2 separate regions of the Zea mays genome follow, and region 2 is linked to region 1. Evidence: chromatin contacts called from public Hi-C data. All regions are on one chromosome and are shown on one strand. Each heading gives the region's core, a stretch centred on a gene start, on an enhancer-like site or on the middle of the called end of the contact. The rest is flanking DNA. Distances are from core to core; before and after follow the strand shown. Region 1 holds the start of LOC100278785. Region 2 holds the start of LOC100384166.

Region 1 (5,192 bases), core at 1,557-4,056:
AAATAGGCCGTACAGGTCTTTGCCCAGTAACGATTCAACAAGTCACATGATTGCTTGACAGCATTCCAGCAAAGCTTCATATGACTGGAGATGATCAATACAATGTTAACAGAACATGAACAGGCATACCACTGTTCCCTTCAACTATGTTGTATAAAATATTTGTCATAATGGAAACAAAGTACAACAACAAACATAACATGTAAGAAACAGACTTTTACTGCACATGGTGGCTGGGTAAGCAGGAACTTCCAAGAAGTTTGGTCTAAGCATATATAAGGTGTATAGTTAAAAAAAGTTGCCTTTTTCACAATCTTCCCGTGCTGCTCAGCATGTCTGCTAAAGTTTTATAGGAAGTAAGATTACAAAACATAACAGAAAGAAGCCCTGATATTGTTTTATATAAAAATAACCACATGAAAAAATAATTCTTCAATGATTTATTAACATGAAGAATTATGGTTCATTCACCATTAGTCTTCTTCAAAGGCTTACCAAAAGTTAATACTTGTAGGAATAATACATTACCCTTAGACATCAGTTAACCACCCAACTCATCTTTACAGATTACCATTCAGGGAACTAAAGGTGTAGAAACAGGATATTATGCATTGTGTAAACCCACAACAATGAATGGCAATTGGCAATATGCACATAATAATAGATAATAAAAAGTAGTGTGATCAGAGTGAAGGGTGAACCACAGGCCAAAAAGAGTATCAGGGTATCAAAAGAATATTAATTAAATCAGAATAACTGTTGTTAACTGATTTATTCAAGGTGTAAAATTAAACCTACATTTTCATGAGAAGTCAGATCCACAGTGCATGTAGCCCCTTGATTAACCATCTGTTTACTGGATGCTTCCTGCTTGATCTTTTTCAGCTTGTGGCCTCTATTCATTAGTCCACCACTTGGCATTCCAAGAATTTTGCCACTTCGTAATCTCCTGTCAGTACTGTCAGCTCCAATCTTTGGAGTCATCCCTTCAGTTGATAGTTCTAATGCATCTGTAGTCCAAAGGTTCACTGAATCTTTCCCAAATTTTGGAATTCCTGGTGCACCTAGTTGAGAGGATGTACAGTTAATAGAAAGAGTAACCATTCCATGCTCACTTGAACAGCTGTGCTTTTTCTCTTGCTGAATACCAACGTCTTCCTCAGCCTGACCACAACCTACTGTGCTCCTGTAACTTTCATTCACAACTGACATAATTTTGGATGGTACAATTCTGTTGCCGTCTACTTTTGAGTTGGGGCTGATGGAACTTATACTTTGCTTAACTGAAACAGAACTCATGGAGCGATTAACTAACTCTTGTTTACATGCATCTATTTGCATACTTTCATGTTGATCACTTTCTTGTCTATTATTACACGCTTCTGCAGGTGGTGTCCAAGGTTTCTCAGACATGTCCATCCCGAGGCCATATAATCCCCAAGATACAGTTATGTTTCCTGCATTATCATCTGGTAAGTTTGAAAGGGTTTGGGTAGTAAGTCCATTTCTGCTGCCAGTACACACTACAGATGTGTAAGAATCATTCTCTGTGAAAGAATATCTGTTAGAATTGGAAAAACTGTCACTTAAGAACTTCTCCATGTAATATCCAACTGAATGACTTGGTGCACTAGCAGTTGTTTCTGATGGTGACAGTGCATGTTTATTATCGGGCACCATCTTTGGATTAACAAGCCTGTGCCATTGAATTGGAAAGCCAAACTCAAAGCATTCACACACCTACAAAAAGTCATGGATATATATACAGATGAGAATTTGCTGGTCATCTTCTAAGGCACTAGAAATTAAATTACCTAGGATCAGCTGGGTATCTAAAGGATTAATGAAAAAGAATATAATGAATTGGTGCACAGGATTGTCCATTATTTTACTAGCAATGCGCCTTCCAAAATTCCAGTCCCTGGAGACCAATCATAGCAATTACCTCTTCAGAAAATCCATTGTTACGTGTTTTGGGAATATTCAAGAGACAGCCTATCCGTATGAGGTAACCATCCTCGGACATAATTCTGAAGTGATCATGGCGCCTAACAATAGCAGATGATCTGAACACTCGGCCTGCCACTTTCCTGCTTCCCTTTGAGGACGATGCTTCTCTCCTGTTTGCATAGTAGGCTACAGCACCGTGAGATTAATTGTGGAGTACCGATGGAAATCTTTTGGCATTCCCTTGCTACCATTGAATTTCTCAAATTGCCAAAGAAAATATCATATTTACCGATCTACTAAATTTCTTAATTGAGGAAAAGAAAGCTATCAAAATTTTCCAAACAGGATGTACAACTAAAGCACATTTGGGAGGGTAATTGGGAAAACGAAATCGATAAATGGAACCGCGGAGGAGATGCCTCGTTTGCGGGCTCGTTTGCGGGGTGTAGGTGGTTCCAGCGACGCGGATCTTGCCCTCCTCGCCCTCCACCCTCTCCAAACACCAATCGACGAGCGCAATCTAAAAGAAGCAGCGAAGGAACACATCAGTCGATAAGACCGCACAGCGCGCAAAGACGAAAAATGAGAGACAGGACGGGTGAGAGGCGCGTACGCTTCTCCGCGTGACGCGGGGGACGGACTGAGCGGAGAGCGTCGCCAGGGTCCGGGGGCTTCCGCCGGTGAAGACGGGCGCGGTCTGGAACGGCGCCGGGGTCTGGGAGGTTCCGCCGATGGAGCTCGGCTGAGGCTGGGACGGCATTCCGGTGAGCGAGAGTAGACGGCGGCGCCGCGCGGCAAGAAAGGAGAGTAGACGGCGGCGCTGGCGCGCTGCCTACGAGAACGACGAGTTATTTTAGGGCTCCACATTTTGCCAAACTTTTATTTAATTCAAACGACTAATTTTTAGAAAAAAGTAGGGAAATTTAGATCCATACCATTAAAAGATCACCACTTTGGATCCATACCATTACTATCTCACTTACATGTGGGTCCACATGAGTCAATGACATGTGGGGTCCATGGTATATATCTAAAGTTTGGATCTTTTAATGGTATAGATCCAATTGTTCCAAAAAAGTATGGTACAATTAGCTACAAATTAAACAGGTATGTGGTCTGTTGAGTTGCTGATACGTTTGATTGCGGGACAGTTAGGACAGAGACGTCTCATGGCGTCCTCTCTCGCTCCTCCAATTTTAAGGGACAACGAGGAACAACACTGGGATAGTCTTGTCCCAACCCTTACCCAGAACTAAACAACCTAATTTGAGGGATGGTCACATCTCATCCTGTCCTGTCATTGAAACCAAACGCATCCTAAAGTCTATACCTGCTTTTGTACTGCATCTACATTGTTTTATCTCTATAAATTACAGCTATAACAGTCCGAATAGCTAACTTTAATTTGAAGCGAACAATTTGAATAGCTACCTTCTATAATAAAACACGATTTCCTCTTATTTCACATATTTTTATTTTCTTTTCCTATTTTCTACCGATATTTTTACTCTTAATACTCATATTAAATTTCAACTTTTTAAACTAATTCTCACATCTCTCTCTATCTCTCTCCTATTTCATTTAGCTTAAGTTAAGACAAATATTAAAATGCTTATGTTAAGTTTGATTTATAAATTTCAATCTAAAACACGAAAAAAAATTCTTACAATTTTAAAAATCGAAATAGCTAAATTTAAAAAATTAATTAAACTAAATTAAAATTTAAAGAAGACATGACCTAAAGAGATAAAGATATTGTTGGGTACCGACACAAGGTCAGGTGGGCTCGAACATTCAGAGACAGAGACAATGAACACGAGAGAGTGACAAGACGTTAGGTGAGAAATATAGCGTCTCGTTCTGCGTTTCTTATCCCGCTATAGAACGGGGGTATTTATAGGGCCGTTCGAAGGTAGGTGGCCCAAAGTATTGTCATACCCCCCAGCCACAAACTATATCCGAGAAATATTCCACGTAACGGAGTTATTAAAGCACCGTGCTTTCGGCAGACGGCACACACCAAATAATGCACTAGTGAGCTACACTGGCAGGTGGGCCTCTAGAAGCATCTCCTGGTGCACTAATGACGTGTTAATCAATGTGTAGCCTTCGTCGCCATCCTTGGAGCCTTCGCGCCCTTGTGCCTGTCGCTCAGCTTGGGCGCATGAGCAACAATGAGGACTCTGAAGCGATGTCGTAGCGAAGGCCTCGGTCGCTCTGAGGCCTCGGCCTAGCACTATCCCTTGTTATGGTTGCTCAATGGGTCGAAGGTCCCTTCACTCGCAGTCTTGTGTAACTGGTTAGCTAAAAACGAAAGGTAAGCCTTCGCTTTATGATCGAGGTCATGTTGGGCAATAGTAGCATCCTGAGGGAGTAGTTCATCCTGATGGGTCATTCCTGAAGTCTCTTGGTTTAGAAGGTGACGAACGCTGCCCTCGATCATTTGGTGAACAGTCTCGAGGGGGCTGGAAGTGACCATTGAGAAATTATATTATGTCACTGTTGGCCATTGGGGCTTGGCTATAAATTTTGAGTCTACTAGGGGGGACCGGGTTATCGTTTGTCACTTTCTAGTCCACAACAACTCGTTGGCCGTGTCTCTCAGCATCTGTTGTTTTCTCGTCGACGACGCTGCGCCACTAGCGGTGAACGCAACGCCGAGTTCTGTCGAGCTAGCTCGCTTGAAGATCGTCAGTCTCCACCGTCCTCGGTACGCTACCATGCTTCCTCCTCCAAGTGGCAGTAGTGCGGCGGCAGCGGCGCTGCCATCGTTGAGCAGCGGGGGCGCCGGTGCTACTCCATCGGGCCCTGCATCGTCTTCTAGTAGGGCTAGTCGTTCTTCTAGTAGCGGCGACGACCATGTTTGCTGAAGGCCCATCTGCTGAGGTCTTCATGAAGCATTATTGTTTGCATTGGCAGAAGAAGACTATAGGCGGTTTGGTTGATCAATTTGGGAGTTACACGTTTATCCTGAAGATAGGGAAAACTAAGGAGAAGGTTGTTGAGTTAGCCCCCTATGCAAATAATAAGTGGGGAGTGTGGACTGAAAAGTGGTTTTTATGTATGTTGTCCAGAGGGTGAAGGATGGCCTCGGTCGAGCGTCGTGTCTCCGTTTTAGTTTGAGGCCTTCCCTTGTTTTTGTTGTTGCTAGAGAAGGATTGTGGTGATCATGCCTTCAGTTTCGCTGCAGTTACCTGCAGTGGCAGGGACTTGGTTGAAGAGTTCCTTGTGTGCGGGGTCTG
Region 2 (5,192 bases), core at 955-3,454, 180 kb after region 1:
CGGAGCCTCTAATAGTTCTATCGCTTGTGTGAACCCTAACAGCGATCTTCAGCTCATCAACCAAGAACTTTGAATTGAAAGGTTGATCGGCATGCATTGGCCATACCGCTAACGGCACACCGGATGCAACACTTTCAAGTACTGAGTTCCAACCACAATGACTCAAGAACCCTTTTATGTTGCTATGCTTTAGAATCTCCAACTGATCTACCCATTCTCTCACCATCAAGCCCCTGCCCTTTGTACGCTCTTCAAAGCCCGGACCTAGGTCGACATTCTCGGGCCTAACAGCCCATAAAAAGTGAACCTCGGCCTCCTCTAGTCCATTTGCGACCTCCTTCAATTGTGACTCTAGGATTGCGGCTAGTGTCCAAGAGCGACATATAGAACCGTTTGACCAGTTGTTGCCTTGTCGTCGAGCCACTCCATCCAAGAGGGCCGGGCCTTGGGTCCGATTGATGTTGGTTGGGCAAAACAGAGGGGTCCGATGGGCCAAGCCCTGGGCCCGACATGCTGGTTCCAGAAGTCAAGATACGGAGCCTCGAGGCCATGGAGGGTATTGATGATCAGGCCTTGACTTTCCACGATGGCCCTGCCCAGCTTAGCATCGAGCTTCAACATGGGCGCCATGGACGCAGGGTCGCCGAAGGGTGCCATGAAGTCTTCGAAGGTGAGCTTGATGTGCGGGAACTCCGGCACCGTGAAAGTGGCCGGGTGGCCATCGGCGTCGACGTTGTCGGGCCGCAGCGTGGCACAAGGGTCGTGGCGCACACGCACCTCTCGCATGACTTGCGCGAAGGCCGAGATGCCGAAGAACGACACCTTCGGGATGCCCAGCCTTGCCGCCGACGCTTTCGTCCAGTGCAGGAATGGGTCGGTGACGAGCAGGCTCGCTGGCGGCTGCATCTCAGCGAGGGATGCGTCGAGCTGTGGCTGGAGCAGGGACGTTGCGTCGGCGAAGACGGCAAAGGAGACCAGGGACGTGAGCCCCTCGGCGCTCTCGACGCCCGGAGGGATGCCCGCGATGTCGGTCGGGAAGGTGAGCTCGACGACGGCCGCGTCCGCACCGGACAGCCCCTCCAGGACGAAGCCTGCGTTGCCGGCGGTGGTAAAGAAGGTGATGGTGGCAAGGCCGTAGCGGTGGAGGTAGTGGGCGAGGTGGATGAGCGGGATGGTGTGGCCCTTGGCGAGGAACGGGAATATGGCGATGTGAGGGAGCGTGTGGGTCTCAGCCTCTGGAGACGAAGAGACTGCAGTCTGCAGCCATTACTAACGCAGAAACGCGACAGGATGGTCACAAACTCACAAAGTCACAATGCTTTTGCTCTTGCAAGCTAGCTGAGTCAGGTGCGTTACTTTATACCCGGTGCAAGTCGATAATGTAGCTTACAAGTGCTCTTGTAAGCTGACTCAAGTTGTACTAATTTAACTCATCCGTGGTCCCAGGATGCCACTAAGAAAGAACTGGAAGTAAATAATTCGAATGGTAGCCAGTCAATAAAATGCGCTAACAATGCAAATAATTGAACGAACATATTGGAGATTTGGTTTCATAAGGAAAAAACACATTCGGAAGTTTTGACTTGGGAGCATAAATATGGATATCGTATCTTTTTTTGAATATAGAAATATAGGAGATGTTTGGTACTGCTCTGCTCCAAGTCCAGTTCCAACGTGGAGCTGTGTAGATTATAATACTCCCCCATCCTAAAATGTAGTTCTTTCTAGCCCTCTTTTTATCCATTCACATTCGAATAAATGATAATGAATATAGACATACATAGAAACTATATTCATAGGCAGGGGCGAAGCCAGCATTTAAGATTGAGAGGGACAAATTAGATTGAGGGGGGCTGTTAAGAGGTATTTTACATTATTTATATGGTGATTAACTAAAAAAATTAGTAGCTTCTATGGAATTTGTAGAAGATTAGGGGGGACATTGCCCCCCTGTGCCCCTCCCTAGAATCGCCCCTGTTCATAGGTTAAACGATGAATCCGTGTTTAGTCTAAGGGGCTGTTTGGCTCCCAAGAATTGGTTTGAATTGAATCACTTTCCAAGAATTGGTCTGTTTGGCTGTCTGTGGAATTGAATTGATCATTTCTACCTAATTCTAATCCCTGCAAATATGGCCTCCTCTCAATTCAGACCCTCCACCATCAGAAAAGGCTAGAAAGGCAACTAGGGTTTGCTACGTCGCCCACCATCTCCACCCAGGACCGCCGCCCTCATCCGTCTCCCCCGTCTTCCTCGCCCTCGTCTACCTCGTGCTCGTCGGAAAAAGCAGCTCAGGTGAGTCATCTACCTCGCCCTCATCCATCTCGTGTCTTCCTCAGCCTCTTCCTCTGCTCATCCCGACGATTTGGAGGTCGCGATCTGGAGGTGTATCTATCAAGGGGATTCCCAAGATCGCGTAGGATCTGCAGCTCAGGAGCGCGCGGGCGTCGGGGAAGTAGCGGTAGGATCTGCAGCCGGACGGGACGGGGCCTGAAGGTCCAGCGCCGCTCTAGACCTCGCGTGGTTGAAGTCGAAGCACCAGTGGCCTCTCCTTGGTTTCACTCTCCTCGCGTAGGATCTGCTACCAGGAACGCCCGTGAAGCGAGCGCTGCTGCCAGCGATGTCAGAGAAGCGAGCACTTGTTCTTGCGGCTACCTGCTTGAGATGTGACCAGAATCCATTGATATAGTGTACTCGGTGCATGGCAGCTACCTGCTTCCTCACTTGTTAGTCTTAGCATCTTCAATTAACTAGCTATTGCATTATATTGTTGGCAAAACTAGTACTCTGCTCCATGAGGTTCCCAGACTATTTTAAACAGAATTTTATGATTATTGCAGATTACTGTTTTGAACAGAATTTTATGATTATTGCGGCAGCTGTCGACCAGTACTGATCACAAGTTTCATCACAAAGTGAAAGCATTATTTTGTTACATTAGCAGAGACCCTGTTGTTATTACAAAGTGAAAGCATTGTGAAGTAGCTCGTAGTCATTATAGATGACATGATTCCAAAATCCTTGTTCTCACTTATAGAAGAATATTATTTTGTTTTTGTTTTTGCAGTTTCATCACAAGTTTGTTTTGGGATCTTTCGCCTCAAGTTTCATCTAGCTACCTTCAACAAATCCTTCAATCTCCATGGCTACATCGGTACTTCTCCTATTCCACCTTATGCCACTACTAGTAGTGTTTTTATTCTTGAGTAGAGCATTTTGCTTTCAACTAGCATGTCTAATTGCATATAAATTACATATTCTAGATATCAAATCAATATACTAACGAGGAGGAAATTAAAAGGAAGAGAAAGAAGCGAAAGAGAGTTGTTGTATTAGCTGTGTCTATTATGGCTATAATTGCAAATCGGTATCAACGGAGGAGACCTAGACACATCATAGATGCTAACGAAGTTCAAGAGAGAAATGTCGAGTGCAGAAAACAAATGCTATGTAATATGTACCAGGGTTCAAATGTCTATTGCTATGACAGTTTGCGCCTAACTAAGAGATCTTTTAGTGACTTGAGTGCCATCTTACGGGAAAAGAGTGGCCTACAGGATACCCTAAATGTGTCGGTAGAAGAAAAGCTTACAATTTTTCTGCTTATAGTAGGTCATAACACCAAAATGAGGTTGATCCGTAGCACTTATGGGTGGTCCCTTGAACCAATCAGTCGACACTTCAACGAAGTGCTTAGAGGGATTCTATCTTTAAGTCATGAGTTCATCAAGCTTCCTAATCCAGAAACCACTCTACCTGAGGATCCAAAGTGGAAATGGTTTGAGGACTGCCTAGGTGCACTAGATGGCACACATATCGATGTGAATGTTCCATTGACTGACCAAGGTAGGTACAGAAATAGGAAGCAACAAATCACCACTAATGTATTAGGGGTTTGTGATCGACAAATGAAGTTTTTGTATGTCTTGGCTGGATGGGAAGGGTCGGCTTCGGATTCACGCATACTACGTGATGCCATGTCATGGGAGGACTCATTTGTTGTTCCTAGTGGTAAATACTATCTAGTGGATGCTGGATATACAAATGGTCCGGGATTTCTTGCCCCGTACCGATCTACACGGTACCACTTGAATGAATGGGCTATTCAAGGCAACAATCCATCTACTGCGAGAGAGTTATTCAACCTACGCCATGCAACAGCTAGGAATGTGATAGAGAGAACTTTTGGGCTATTGAAGATGAGATGGGCAATCTTGAGGACCAGCTCATATTTTGATTTAGAAAACCAGGTATAACATAGTAGGTCTTCAATTAAAATTCAATCGTTAGTTTTAAAATTGTGTATTGACTTAGCCATATTATTCTATGCAGATTAGGATCATCCATGCTTGCTGCATATTGCATAATTTTTTAAGGGATAGACAAAGAGATATGGATGATATTCTAATACATGAAGTTGATAGTCTCATCTCTGCTGCTCCTGCTGAAAATCAAGGAGAAATGAGTATGATTACGCATGTTCAATCAACTAATGAGTGGGGTTATTTTAGAGACACCAAAGCTAGTGAAATGTTTGTTGATTATCAAGCGAGGCGTGGTCAAAGCTCATAGTTGTATGCTTCTATTTTCTATGTCTTTGTCATTTATGAATTTTTGTGTTTGTATTTTTTATATGTGTGGTTCTTTGATTGTAGGACAAGAAAACAAGGGGCTATGTTCCTTGGAATGATGAGATGGATAAGGTACTCCTTGATACATTTGTGGACTATTACAATAAAGGTGATAGATGTCAGAATGGGTGGAAGTCTCATGTATACACAGCTGCTGTGAAGAATGTTTGTGAGAAGTGTAATGTCACCATTACAAAGGAAAATATTAGCTCTCGCAGCAAGACCTTTGATAAGCACTACAATATCATTAATGGTTTGTTGTCCACTAGTGGTTTTGGATGGGATTGGGAGAAGAACAAGCTCAAAGTTGATAGTGACACTGTATGGGATGAGTACGTTGAGGTAAGAAAATTTTTGTTGTTCATTACTCATTAGTTTATTATTTGCAGTTCATGAACTTTAGGAAAGATGCTAAGCTCTTATCGTGTCAAATTGGAGTTTGACCTTGTTTACATAGAAGATTATTCAATCTGTATTTTCATAGTTAATTGGAGTCACTAAATCTTCTATATAAATGTCTTGTATTCTTACTGTTTTGTGTGAGCAGATTTCTATATAAATAG

Evidence for each region. A called contact is a pair of places that touch in the nucleus more often than the background predicts.
Region 2: a Hi-C map of ear shows a contact between it and region 1, with 2.9 times the contacts expected there. The contact joins the promoter of LOC100384166 here to the promoter of LOC100278785 in region 1. A contact is called at or near these places in 2 of 25 Hi-C or Micro-C datasets (ear and tassel).

Annotation. Positions count from the first base shown.
Region 1 is chr7:96,054,591-96,059,782 of Zm-B73-REFERENCE-NAM-5.0, forward strand. LOC100278785 reads right to left here and starts at 2,807. Exons shown (of 6, transcript NM_001151949.1): 1 at 2,564-2,807; 2 at 2,370-2,470; 3 at 1,946-2,120; 4 at 799-1,740. The coding sequence starts at 2,710.
Region 2 is chr7:96,234,582-96,239,773 of Zm-B73-REFERENCE-NAM-5.0, forward strand. It overlaps LOC100384166, which reads left to right and starts at 2,205. Exons shown (of 4, transcript NM_001176744.1): 1 at 2,205-2,293; 2 at 3,066-3,152; 3 at 4,654-4,971. The coding sequence starts at 3,141. It also overlaps the pseudogene LOC100279600.